2 separate regions of the Hordeum vulgare genome follow, and region 2 is linked to region 1. Evidence: chromatin contacts called from public Hi-C data. All regions are on one chromosome and are shown on one strand. Each heading gives the region's core, a stretch centred on a gene start, on an enhancer-like site or on the middle of the called end of the contact. The rest is flanking DNA. Distances are from core to core; before and after follow the strand shown.

What was found. Hi-C and Micro-C count contacts between places; a contact is called where the count stands out from the background.
Region 2: a contact with region 1 is called in a Hi-C map of leaf, with 6 times the contacts expected there. The contact joins the enhancer-like site here to the promoter of LOC123443033 in region 1. A contact is called at or near these places in 3 of 6 Hi-C or Micro-C datasets (leaf and seedling).

Annotation. Positions count from the first base shown.
Region 1 is chr3H:75,581,006-75,587,934 of MorexV3_pseudomolecules_assembly, forward strand. LOC123443033 (cytochrome P450 734A6-like) reads right to left here and starts at 1,437. Exons shown (of 5, transcript XM_045119257.1): 1 at 857-1,437. The coding sequence starts at 1,133.
Region 2 is chr3H:75,831,232-75,838,536 of MorexV3_pseudomolecules_assembly, forward strand. No RefSeq gene overlaps it. Among protein-coding and RNA genes, the nearest start is that of LOC123443033, 250 kb to the left of the region's middle. Within about 2 kb of position 2,225, at least 2 of the 3 cell types and tissues checked have open chromatin away from gene starts, as enhancers often do. A contact at or near this core is called in leaf, where this site is marked.

The sequences.
Region 1 (6,929 bases), core at 187-2,686:
TGGACACGCCATGGGCACAAAAATACACACATAAATACATGCAGCAAGGTTACCGGTACTGCTAATCAAGCTGCAAAAAATGGCAATGCGGCGTGAACGCACAAGGCACCAGCAGAAGACGCTGGCATGGCATGGGTACATACATGTACATATACGTAGAAAATTGCAGGCATAAATATACATACATACATACATACAGCAAGGCGGCAAAAAAATCATGACCCAGGCAAGGCAAGATCAGTCGAGTTTCAAGAAGTAGTAGTAGTACAAGCAGGCAAGCAGAGGAGGAGCAGTGGCAAAGAAGGACTGCGACGGGGCAGCGCAGCAGGAGCAGGGGATGTGGATGCGAATGGGAGTAAATGGGAATGGCGACGGACGGTGGCCGGCCGGGGAAGGGAGGGAGAAAATGAGATGTGTAGGATAGACGACCCCTGGGCGTGGCCACCTAACCGGGCTGCAGCCGGGGGACAGCGATAACGAGAGACAACTACGGCAAACCACTCCGACAAGCCAAGCCCAGGCGCTCGACATGCCACTTAATGCATGTCACTCCGAAGCGGCATTTCGGGAACAAGACGCGCTCGACAGCAGCTGTTGCAAGTTGTTGCCGCTGCCTGCCTGCCCGCCCGCCCCCGCTCTCCTCTCTCTCTGTTGTGCTTGCCGCCGGCGCCGATTCTCCCTTCCCTTGATTTTCCTTGTGAATTTTGGTTTCTTTCCTTGTTCTCTTCATCATTCATATTAAAGATGAAGGGAAAAAGAAGCTTGTTGGGAGGAGATCAAGCAAGCAGAGGAAGAAGCAGAGTGTGCCGAGGAAGACGAAGAAGCAAGGCCATGGGAATATGGTGTATGTGCTTACCGTAGATTTTCTTCCAGTGGTGGTAGAAGGCGAGGACGCGGGGGAGGACGTTGTGGGAGCGGTAGGGTGGCGGCATTGGCTTGGCGGAGGCGGCCACCATGAGCGCCACCATCTCCCTGACGCACCCGATGAAGAAGCGGTAGGGCGGGCCCCTGATCCCCTGCCGCGCGAAGTGCTCCTCCACGCGCCGCGGCCGCCACCACAGCACCTCCATCAGCTTGGCCGCCACGTACGCCACCGCCGCCACCGCCGCCGCCATCCACCACCAACCAGTCATCCGCACCGCACAGCACCAATACCAAGTGTATGTATCTGTATATCCCCTCCTCTCGCCTCAGACACTCACTCGTCTGAGCTGTGCCGTCCGTCCTCACTCCTCAGAGAAGAAGAAAGAAGGAAACAGAGGAGGAGGTCGCGTGAGGTGGCAGGAGTGGAGACGTGGTGTGGTGAGGTGAGAGGAGAGGAGAGAAAACGAGGGTGGATTTATATAGGGGAGCCAGGCTCTGGCTCTGGACCAGCAGTCTCTGTGTATGTGTGTAGTAGGATTAGTATTATCATCGCTGAAACTGAAAGCGTAGGATGGATCCATCCATCGGTTTCGTTCCATTTAATCTAGATAGAAGGTGGGGAGGGAGGGGGCACAAGGGTAAAAGCAGCGTGATGGCAGAGAGCGAGCGAGAGGGACGTGATGTGGAGCGAAGCAGGGCCGGCGCCGTTGGAGCCGCCGTCGCGGGGATTAATGGCGGGGTCAACCCAAATTGGCAACTTTGTTCCCTTTCGTTTTGGCCTTCTCACTTCTCTCTCTCTCTCTCTCTCCAGCCTCACTCAATCCTCGGCCTTTCTCTCTCTCCTGGCCACCTGTAACACCGCACCAGCACTGTTCCATTTTCACCGCTCCGCTGCGAAAATTTGCCAGTGCGGTGCGCGCAGCAGCAGCAGCGGCGCGCTACAGAGAGGATTCTCTTCTCAGCATCCTCGCCTCTGATGACATGCTGCCGTGCCATCCGTCCTCACACGTACTCACATGTACTCCGTTCGTTCCTAGAGCAACTCCACCCAATAGATTTCGTTCGTTTGGGTCGCCTGCCGACTTTGCGTCCTTTAGGTTTATGATTTGGATGCAGCGTGTCCAACACATCGACTCATATTTATCTGTGTAACCGGCTAACCATCGATTTTCAACAAATACAAACAGTTTGCATATTTTTCAAAAACAAATGATATAGGATAGTTTCACAATAGAAAATAAAATATAGCAAAGTTTTACAAGCCCAATAAAAATTAAACTGTCTACAAAATACACTTATTGATTGCCAACATGATCCCACATATGCTCAACCAAACCATCTTGCAATTGAATATGAGTATTCAAATCACGCATTTCATGATAAAATTGGATGAACTGTGCAAACGATGCCGCTTCTCGCCATGCCGAGGCATCTATTGTCATCCCGAGACTCAAACCCTTGATCATGGAGACGTTCCGGACGCTCATCCTCTGCATGATCACACAAGCAGTCATCACTTCTCACAACTGCTTGGTGCTCCAAGTTCTAGCAGGGTACCGAACTATGCCTCATCGAGATTGCAGAACACCAAAGACACGCTCGACATCCTTCCTAGCACTCTCTTGCTCTTGGGCAAATTTTTTCCTCTCCTCTCCAACAGGGTTGGAGAATGTCTTCACAATAGTGGTTCACCGTGGATAGATTTCGTCAGCTAAATAGTATTCTTTGTTGTAGTTGTGATCGTTGATGTTAACATTGATGGTCGGGCTATTGCCTTCGGCGAGCCTTGCAAACACCGGCGATCGTTGAAGCACGTTGATATCATTGTGCGATCCCAAAGAAAGAATGCCAGATCCAGAGATCTTGAGAGGCCACGGCCTCAAGTATGGCAATGCAAGCCTTGCCATGGCCCTTGTAATGGCCTTGCCAAGCAGAAGGGCAGTTCTTCCACACCTAGTGCATGCAATCTATGCTGCCAAGCATCCATGAGAAGCTCCGGCTAGCATTGGTCGCCAACAAGCGGGTTGTGTCTGCAACAGTCGGCTCTCTCAAGTACTCAGGGTCAAACCCTGTAATCACAGCCTTGCAGAATCTGTACAACGACTCTAGGCACGTAGACTCACTCATACGGACATACTCATCGATAAGATCACCGAGTACTCCATAAGCAAGCATCCGGATGGCTGCAGTGCATTTGTGATAAGATGAGAAGCCAATCTTTCCAATGTCATCCTCTTTGCACTCGAAGTAGTCATCGTATCCGACCATCCCTTGTCGAATCCGGTTGAAAACATGCCTAGCCATACGGAAACGAGGCTGGAATTTCTGATGTTTGAACATCGGATTGCTTGTGTCAAAGTAGTCCTTCCATAGAAGGAAATGACCGCTCTCTCGGTTGTGATTCAACGCTGGAACATACTCCGGAATCGAGCCCCGAAACAACGGCCGTTGCCTATTAATGTGATCATGGACCAACACGGGAAGCAGCATCTCCTCATCGTCGGATGAGGAATCGTCCGAGTTGCACAGAACAAAGAACTCGCCGGCGCAGTCCATTTGTACCTTGAGGCAAAATGTTGAACAGCTCGCGGGTGTGGACGACGAAGCTGACCGGCGACGATGGATTGGGGTCGGGGAAGCTGCGGCGCCCCGATGACGATGCAGCCGGCAGCGTGGGTAGGCGCTGGGGAGTTACGGGAGGAGGCCGCCGGAACTGGGCGGCAGCGGCGGTGACAAATCTGGGTGGGAGGCGAGGGCTAGTTGTCGACGCTGTCAGCAGGGGTGGAGAATGACCGATGTGCCACCGAATGACGGGCCAGCGGATGGAGAAAGCGCGCGTCGTCCGTGTCGACCCAAATCATGCTCAAAACTGGGCTGGAAATGGGCCAGCACGCGGACGAAAAGCGGGCGCACGTCCGTTTGGATCGGCGCATTGGGCCGTTTTTTCTGTCTGCGCGGACCTAAATGACGGCGGCGGACTAAATGAATCGCCCCATTGAAGTTGCTCTAAATACACCCTATGCATCCATCCGGAATTACTTGTAACATCAATGAATAAAAATGAATGTATCTAAAACTACAATACATCTAGATACATTCATTCATATGATAAGTATTTTGGGACGAAGGAGGGATAAGTCTATCTAGAAATTATACTATGCACTACATATGAATATATATAGATATATTTTAAATTACCGATTCATTTATTTACCTCGTATGTAGTCCGTAATGATTTTAAAGACTTATATTTAAGAAGCGGGGAAGTATGTATGAGTATGGGAATGAATAGCGGTCACTCATTCATGTTGGTATCTGTGTGCGCGTAATTATCCTTCCGCTCTGCTGTGCTCTGCTCTGCTCCGCACTGTGCCGGGTTGAGACATGTCAGTCAGGTTGTTATGTGTGTGATTGTGAAGCACTTTTCCCTCCTTTCACAGCAGCGGCAATGGCTGGCTGGGTGGGGTTTCGTCTAGTCAGCCATCGCCGTGATAAGTTTGATTGATGAGATCTCTTGGGGGTTATGTGAGGGTGCATTTTGTTGTATGGCCATGGCTCTACCTTTTGCGGGGATGGATGGATGGACTGATGCAAATGCGATTGCAAGGGGGAAAAGAAAGAAAGAAAGAAAATACAAGGGCTTTGTGGCCCGTGGGCTCCCCGTCCTAAGCCTAAGCTCAGAAGAGACAAGGGCGATTGGAAATGCATCAACTCTAGTGTTTTTTTATTAGTTTATTATTATTGTATGTGTAGTAGAGGAAAGGGTGATAGATAGAGTGCTGAAAAAGTGCTGGCTATGTATAATCAATCAATCATACACCGTTAGGGCAGGAATTATTAGCGCCTGTCTTTTGTGTATGGCTGTGCTGAACAAGATCACATCACTGGCTGTTAGTGGTAAACAGAGGTTAGATTGACAGTCTCTGCAGTGTAGGGGCATCTTCAATCTGCACCAGCATACAATTATATTGCAGTAGTATTGTACAACAAACCATTATTTAAAGAAGAAGGAGAAACAAAAGTATGTACAAGAATCAGACTTCATTTCTTCAGTGTTCGTTCTCCTCTAACAAACTCCATGCGGTATTCATTCCTCCTCCTTCCCAGTGGATTGTTGCATACCTTTCTGGCCGGTTTTGTTTGTTTCACATCAAGCTCCCGGAATTGCAGGGGAGCATTATCTGCTGCCAGTGCCTTTCTTTTAAAGAACACTCGCTCGTATTAATTGCACCTTGTTCTATTCCACTCCACACCAACAACAACAGCTACTAGAAGTGATATGGTTCCCAACTCCTTCCTCCAGAAATATCTTAGTACTACTCTACTTATCAAACAAACTCGATCGAATGCAACAGGCGCCTCTTGGTTTGGAAATTGGAACTACTAACCCCATCGATCATGTAGCAAATGATGAATCTCGCGGCAACTGTTACTTGTACTACTTGCTAATTATGTAAACCCATGCCAAAGTTGACTTGATAGAACAGAATCAATCTACCCTGCAGGCAGGCAAGCAACCAAGCATGCATCCGCCATTACCTTTGGAGGTTGGAGCTGCTAGAGGGATCCCATCAGATGGGCTGGTTCGCAACGTTTGCCCGAGGTACGAGCACGTTTATGAATGGAACGTCATTCATGCTTTCTTTCTCCATTGATTACTTAGCATGATTGAAGAGGAAAGGGCTGGGTGTGTGTGGTGTGGCACTGTCATATACTACCATGTACATGTTGCCTAAAATTAGCTTGTAGAGTCCCCAATCCCCTGTGACATGACCTTTGCACAATAATGCACAAGTGGCATGGTTGGTTGTACACCACCGCCAGAGCTACTAGTGTATTAGCCTCGATTCCCCCCCACTGCTCACCTGATGTGTTGCTCGCCACCTGCTTGCTTGGCTTGGGATGATTAGCACAGTCACTATAGCCATGTCACGGCACATGCATGTGTGTGTATGTGTGCATGTATATGCTCATGCATCCACACATATACATGCATCACTGCTCAGAGGTATCGTATGGATTTGCATCTTCACATATACACATGAACACCACTAGCCTACTACTATATGGCAGTCAAATAGTATCAGTTTTTCGCCCCCATCCATCTGAATTTCTGAATCCTGGCGCCCTGAAAACCTGCATGCAGATGCAGGTGTGTATCTGACGGAAGCCTTTCTCTAGCTGGCTAGCCTACCTGATGCAGCAGCAAAGCAAAGCGCTGGCCTGGCGGATGAACAAGATCTCTGGCGATCTAGGCACTGTTTGCGTCGAGCGGTGTGCCCTGCCCACGGGAACGTGCCAAAGTTTCCTTCTGGGTGCTGTGTGCGTGATGCGAGAAGCAAAGCCTAGCTCCCACAGTCCGTAGCTATATATGGCGCCACTGCAGACGGCCGGAGGAGAGGAGCCATGCATGCAGATGCAGGCAGGCAGTGCGCGGCGCTGTTGCTGCGATGCTTGACGCTAGTGGTGGCCAATGAAGGATGGATCGAGCTCGGCCTCCTGGGAAGGGAAGGGAGGGAGGGAGGGAAAAGACTTGACATGCAATTGGAGGAGCAGGGTCAGGTCCAGGTTATATCTACCCACGTCCGTTTCCCTCATGCCTCCGCTGCCTGAGCTGACCTATCACGCACCCGGCCGCCAGATCGGGTAAAACGTGCGAAACCATGGGGCGGTGCATATCCATCCATCCATCTTCTCATCATGATCATATACACACTACACAGTGCAGTGCTGGTACATGGCTACAACTGGCCGGCGTGCGTACGTTTTCATCTTGTCATTTCGATCCATCTCTCTCTCTCTCCACGGGCGACTGTTCACGCGCTGTGTGTATGTGTGACGGTGCCACGTCTCGTGTGTGAACGGATGGTCGATCTGCTACTATCACGCATGATCCATGTGTTTTGGGAGAGGGTGCAGGGCTAGCTGAGGCCAACTGTAATAAATGGATCAGTCGGCGTCAGTCAGTCAGCAGCCAATCATTTCCAATCTTGGGTATCCGGTTGCTCAAGAACCGAGTGATTATTCAGTGGGTGTTGAGCGCGTATCCATCGGAGCAACATTGC
Region 2 (7,305 bases), core at 975-3,474, 250 kb after region 1:
TTTACTTTTTTTCATTGCTTTAATTCGTATTAAGTTTTCCTGTTTTCCAAATGTGTTTATTTTCAAAAATGCCTGTCTTTCGAAAATTGTTCTCGTATTAACAAAACTGCAGGTATTTTCAATTTTTTTCATAAATTGGTCAGAGTTTTCAAAAAATGTTCTTGCTTTTAATTGTTTCTAAAAAATGTTCCCGTTTTACAAAAAATGTTTCTCTTTTATAATTTTTGTTTACAAATTGAAAACTTTTTCAATTTTGTTCACCAATTCTAAAAATGATCGTGAAATTTAAAAGATGTTCTTCATTTTATAAATATGTTTTCCTTTTCAAAAAATGTACGTATGTTCAAAAAATGTTTGTGTTTCAAAAAGTGTACATGAGTTGAATAATTGTTCCCATTTCAAAATTTCATTACAAATTTCAGAAAATATTCCTTTTTCATAAATTGGTCACAATTTTCAAAAAATGTTCTTGTTTCCACATTTTTATAAAAAATATATGAATATTATATGAAAAGTTTCTTTTTAAAAAAAATGTTAAAAATTTGAAAACTTGTTCTAATTTTGTTTACCAATTCTAAAAATTTTCATGATCTTAAAATGTTTTGGAATTTTAAAATTTGTTCTTCTTTTTCCAAAAAATGTTTGCCTTTTCAAAAAGTGTACGTCAGTACAAAAAATCCCCGTGTTCAAAAAGTGTACATAAGTTGAAAAAATGGTCCCTCCTCAAAAATAGTTTTCAAATTTTAAAAAATGTTTTTTTCATAAATTGATCGATATTTAAATAAATGTTCTTGTTTTCACACTTTTATAAAAAAATGTTCCTGTTTTACGTTAAATGTTTTGCTCTTTTTTTCACCAATTGAAAAGTTGTACTAATTTTTTTTTCCAATTCCAAAAATGTTCAGGAATTTTAGAAAAAAGTTCTTTCTTTTCTAAAATGTGTTTACGTTTTCAGAAAATGTACATAAGTTCAAAAATTCTCATGTTTCAAAAAGTGTACTTAAGTTGAAAAATGTTCCCGCTTCAAAAATTGTTTACAATTTTTAAAAAATGTTCCTTTTCTCATAAATTTGTCACAATTTTCAAAAAATGTGCTTCTTCTCACATTTTTATAGAAAATGTTACTGTTATACGAAAAATGTCCCTTTTTTAAAATTTGTTCACAAATTGAGAAGTTGTTACAATTTTTCCTCCAATTCTAAAAATATTCATAATTTGAAAATGTTTTGGAACTTCAAAAAATGTTCTTGTTTTCCTAAAATATGTTTTCCTTTTTAAAAAGTGTACGTCAGTTTAAAAAATGTCCGTGTTTCAAAAAGTGTACATAAGTCGAAAAAGTGTTCCCGCTTCAAAACTTGTTCAGCAATTTCAAAAATGTTATTTTTTTCATAAATTTGTCGAATTTCAAAAAAATGTTCTTGTTTTCACACTTTTACAAAATATGTTCTTGCTTTACGTAAAATGGTTCTCTTTTTCCAAATTTTGTTCACCAATTGAAACATTGTTCAAATTTTGTTCACCAATTGAAACATTGTTCAAATTTTGTTCACCAATTCTAAAAACGTTCAGGAATTTTATAAAATGCTCTTCATTTTCTAAAATATGTTAAACTTTCAAAAAATGTTCATGTTTCAAAAAGTATACATAAGTTGAAGAAATGTTCCCGCTTCAAAAATTGTTTACAAATAATTTAAAATGTACTTTATAAAATTGTTCTATGCTTTAAAATGCTCCTTTTTTCAAAAAAATTGTGTTTTTGGAAATTCTGCGGAAATTCAAAAACAAATTCCATTCATAATTTTTGTCTGTAAATACAACAGCTGATTAAATTTGAGAAACTCAAAAAAATTCAAAACATAAAAGCTTGTAGGAAAAAGAGAAAGAGAAATACAAAAGAAAATAAAGAATAAGACAAAAAAGGAAAAAGGAATATAACTAAATAAAAAGTGAAAAAAAACGGGCTGGTTACCTGGGCCAGCCCAGTCGCCTTGGTAGCGGCGGCGGCCCAGTGGCTCGCCTGTGCGAAGGCACCTTATTGAACGCAGAATGCATCCAATAGGTGGTCCCGCAAAAAAAAATACCTGGTCATCTAGATTAAGAAGGCTGATTTACACACATCCGTCCATTTGACTTATAACACTTATTAGATGAATAAAGAAGCTGACTACGTAGCGGCGCCGCACGTACGCGTTCCCGTGCGGCGGCTAGTAATCCACATGCCAAATCGCGTTTTAGCTCCCATGCACATGCGACTCAACTCTCTAGGCCTCCTCATCGACAACAGCGACATGTATGTGCCACATGCATCGGCTTTTCTCTTCCAGAAAAAAAAGGGAGAGATGACATGCAAGCTCATGCATATAAAGGGTCACAAAAGTCCAAAACGAGGAGCATGCATTGCATGTCAGAGCTAGGTAGAGTCGGCAGCCAAGTTCTTGTCAAGTTAATTATTGCATGATTAGTTGTATTATTGTACTTGTCAAATTAAAAATATTTAGTTTCCAAATTATAAAGTGATTAGTTGCCACATACATAAATACTAATTGGCTGCTATGCTAAACGTATTAGTCACCAGATTATAAAGTACTTAGTTGCCAAAAAAATAAACATGTTAAGTTGCATTACATGTTCTCAGTACATGATTGCCATGATTAAGCAAGTGTAATTGTCAGATTTAAGTGAATATGGTTGTCACATATTTACACATGCTTATCAGTTTAAATAGATGTAGTTGTTGGACTTAAGCGATCGTAGTTGTCAGATTTAAGCAACAAATCTGTGTAGTTACCTCGTGAAGAAAGTTGTAGTTGCCAAATTATTATCTCAGCAATAAAAAGTTTTTAAAAAAATTATCATAACTTTTTGTCAGCTACTAAACTTTTCTTGGCTAGGTTCCAATAGCGAGTACTGATTAGACAAGGGAGAAGGGACGAGTTGTAATTTTAATATTATAAATGTACTTAGCAGTTAATTTGACTGACACATGCATTGTTTACACGCTATTTTGAGTGCATCCGTACACTGCATACCAAGCCAACTGTAGTTATAAAAAGAAGCAAGCCACTGTAGCAGCTGCCGCTGTAGCCATGAGGTAATACGTGATGGAGCTAGTAATGATGTTGTGGGCCCACTAAAAGGGAGGTTTTTTATCTGAGTCACACTACTGCCCTACAGCTACATGTATCCATTAATATTTACGATAATTGCACCGCCGCACGGGAAGAAAGTAATGCACACGCCTCCACTTAGATTTTCCCATGAATAAATGATACAACTATACTTTATATATAAAGTTCCGAATCAGAAAATATACTAGAATTTTTAATTTTAGAATGAAGTCCGTGTAACATTTACAAATATCTAAATTTGTATTGGGTTGTAATATTTGTAACTCTTTCATATGGATAACTAATGCTACTATATTTTAAATATGACAATTAGAATAGGAATAGGATAGTGATTTAGTTCCGTACAAACTCGATACGGAATATTTAATAAATTATAAAAAAATCTTACAATTTCCGTAAAGAATACAAGTATATATTTAGAAAGTAGCTAAATAGTAAAAAAGGAAACATATAAAATTAGTTCTTTTTAACTGCAGTGAAATCCTTAACCGATAAAGTCGAATTAAAATAATTTTTGGATTGAAGTACGTGTAAAATTTATAAATATCTAAATTATTATTGGGTTGTAATATTTGTTACTCTTTTTGTATGAATAAATAATGCGACTACATTATAAATATGAAAATTAGAATAGGAATAGGATAGTGATTTTATTTCCGTACAAACTTGATATGAAATATTTAATAAAATACAAAAAAATTCTTACAATGCCGAGGGGAAATACAACTATATGTTTATGAAGTAACTAAATAATAACAAAAGAAACACATTTTTTTCTAACTGTAGTGAAATCCATAATAACCGATATAATTGAAATAAAGTGTGTTTATACAAAATCTTATTAGGTGCATAAATATGTCATCCACACATGTTAAATTATCACGATCATCAGTTCTAGATATTTACGGCTGAGAATTAAAGATGCAACCTTACGTACAAAAATTGTTACATACACATAGTTTGACAGGTCTTTCGTCCAACACATATGCATTTTCTATTAAAATGTTGTCCGACTCAATCAAGGACATAAGCTTAAGAGGGAAGCCAACTATGAAAAAATTCAAATGACCCACATAACAAAATAGTGCAAGTAGTCCCTCCGTTCCTAGTATAAGTCTTTTTAGAAATTTTAATAAAAAAACTACATACGAATATATATATAGACATATTTTAAATTATAGGTTCACTCATTTTGCTCCGTATGTAGTCCCTTATTGAAATGTTTAAAAAGACTTATATTTAGGAACGGAGGGAGTATAATGCATGTGTTGTGGTCGTCCATTATTTCAGCAAATTAACCAAACTGATAACAAATAAGAGAAACTGGGACATATCACACACAAATAAAAGTAAAATCATTTACTAGATCAAACTGATGCAAGTTCTATCTGCTAACCTCACTACCCTAAAGTTGGTGAGAAATTACAAAGCTTAGATAGACAATTCGGCAAATCACCTTCCCCACTCGCATGCAAATCCTACCTCATAGCAATTTACACCTCCAAGTCATTGCAGCTTCGGTTTGAGAATTGGGCAAAATGCACGTGTAGTAAAACAAATAAATGTACAGTTTATACGTTGGGGTGACATGTGAAAAATAAAAGCAAGTCAGCTAGCAGGAAATATAGAGAAATTAAACCCTGATGCTTGCTACTGATATGTTGTACAAGGAGGCTAATAGGAGGTGGATGGTGGTGGCGTAAAAATATGATCAAACAAGAAAGGTCGATAAATATTCTATATTGGTGAACAAGGAGATAACACTACACATTGGACCTAGCACAATCAAGCTGATAATAAAATAAGTAAAAATAAGCTTACCACTTGACTATGATATGAGCCTGAAAGTACAAAATACATATGTGCCAATAAACATATAATTATAAAGAATTCATAACCAAATTACAATTGAAATGATTTTTTTTTATCAAAATGACTAGACATGTCGAATAGCTATGTATGTTACATACTTTGCTTTGTCATTGACATCATAAAATACTCTAAATTTCTTGTGAAAGAATAAAAAAGAGTATTTTGTCCAAATTTACCATTAAATTTTCTGTGACAGAAGAATATATACGTGCTTAACTAATCTAGCCAGAAGGGCAACTTCAATGCGCTTACATATATATGTACATGCATTCTTGCTCCATTTTTTTTGATTGAAAATGCACTTTCTCATAGGAACATATTTAAATTTCATGTTTTTTTTAATAAAAATCATTATCAAACGAACACCCAAAAGATTGTAAACACATCTTACGAATAAAAAAAATATCAATAATATAATTTTAAGTTTTACGGTAATAAACAAGTTTATTTAAAAAACTCAAATATAAAAAAATCCAAATACAAATCTAGCCACTTAAATACGCGGGTAACTCAGCTAGTTGTATACATTATATTGGTGTCCACAACGTTTTCTTTGAATGTTGGTTTCTGTATGATATTCTCCCCATATCCAAAAATCTAGCTGAGTAGTAGTGTATATATGGAAGAATATCACAAGGAAACCAACATCTAGAGAAAACTTCATGAAAATCAAGTTTGCAGGTTTCACAAAATATTGAAAAAAAGATATGTTAAAAGGGTGATGTTTTATTCCGTGAACTTTTGAAAACTGTTCATATTTCGGAAAAAAAATCTATACCATGCTGACTGCCGCTGATTAATGGGCCTTCCCATTTTCGCGGTAGCGGCCTACAGAAAGTTTCGGTTTTGGGAATTTTTTAGAAGGTTCTCACCGGTTTTGAGAACCTTCTAGATGGTTCCTGTAGCTGTTTTTTCTGGACAAGTTATTTTTCCCCTGTTTATTTGTCAAAAAAAATTCAAATTTACAAAAAAGTTTAACTTTATAAATATAATTCATAATTTCGAGTGTTTGCAATTTCATGAAATGTTCCTGGTTGTAAAAAATGTTCACAAATACAAAATATGCATTTTAGGAAATTCAAATTTTCTTTGCAAATACCAAAAATGTTCGTGTTTTCATAAAATGTTCAGGAATTTAAAAAATTGTTCCCTTTTTCAAAATTTGGCTTTGTTTTTTGAAAAGTGTTCATATTAATTTTATTTTGCATTGACAAAAAATGTCAAGATTTCAGGAATTATTCATGTTTCCAAGAAATGTCCACGTTCTTCGAAAATAGTCGGAATTGCAAAATTCTTCACATTTGACAAAATGCTTAAAAATTCAAAAATTGTTTATGTTCTAAAAACATTATTTTCAAAATTGTTCATAATTTTTCAGAATTATTCGAAAAAGTTTCAAATATAATGCTGAAGTGGGTTGTTAAATGTTCATGCTTCCCATCAGTCACGAGTAGCCAGCGATAGTACTCCCTCCGTTTGATAATGTGTGCACCCACGCTTTTTAAGATTTAATTTTGGAAAAAAATTAACCAAAATGGGCGACTGCGGTCGGAGAAAAAATTAACCATCAAGATTTAAGCTCGTATTCGGAAAAAGTTTTTAATAGTATAATTTTTGCTCCCGTTGCAGTCCTCCATGTTAATAAAATTTATCGTAAAAAACTTGAATCTTGAAAAGATGGACGCGCTGCATTATGAAATTTGGGGGGGGGGGGGGGGTGTAGTGTTTAGCAAACACTCTTTCAGAAGTGGGAGGTCACGAGTTCAATATCTCTTAAGCGTTCCACTTTTTGGCATTTTTACTCTCACGCTACAAACACAACTCGCTTTGGTGCCTACAAGTGGGCCATCCTAGTCATGGACACAAGTATCGTGTGTGCAATTGACACAATTAGGGTCATATAGGGACTCCCTTCATTTTGGAGACTAAAAAAAAGTTAGCGTTTTCAGCCAACTAAGATTTGTAGCGCGAGAGCAACTAGTTAGCGAACACTTTCTCACAAGCATTCCAGCAATTACTTTCATGCGTGTTTTCAGTCGTCGCCACGTGTCGCGCTCTGAGCGTTCCCTACGGATTTTGTTATTATTATTATTTCGCACGTGTTTTCGACTTTTTTGAGTGGTTTTTTCGGGTTTTTTGTGTTCCGATTTTTCATCGGTCTTTCGTAACTTTTGGATAGAATTTTTTTTCGCGAAAAAATATGTTTTTTATGAAAGTTACGATTTTGCTTTCGCGAGAAGCACGGTCTCGAAAAGGAAAAAATACGCATTTTTTTATAAGAGGCACGATTTTGCTTCCGCGAAAG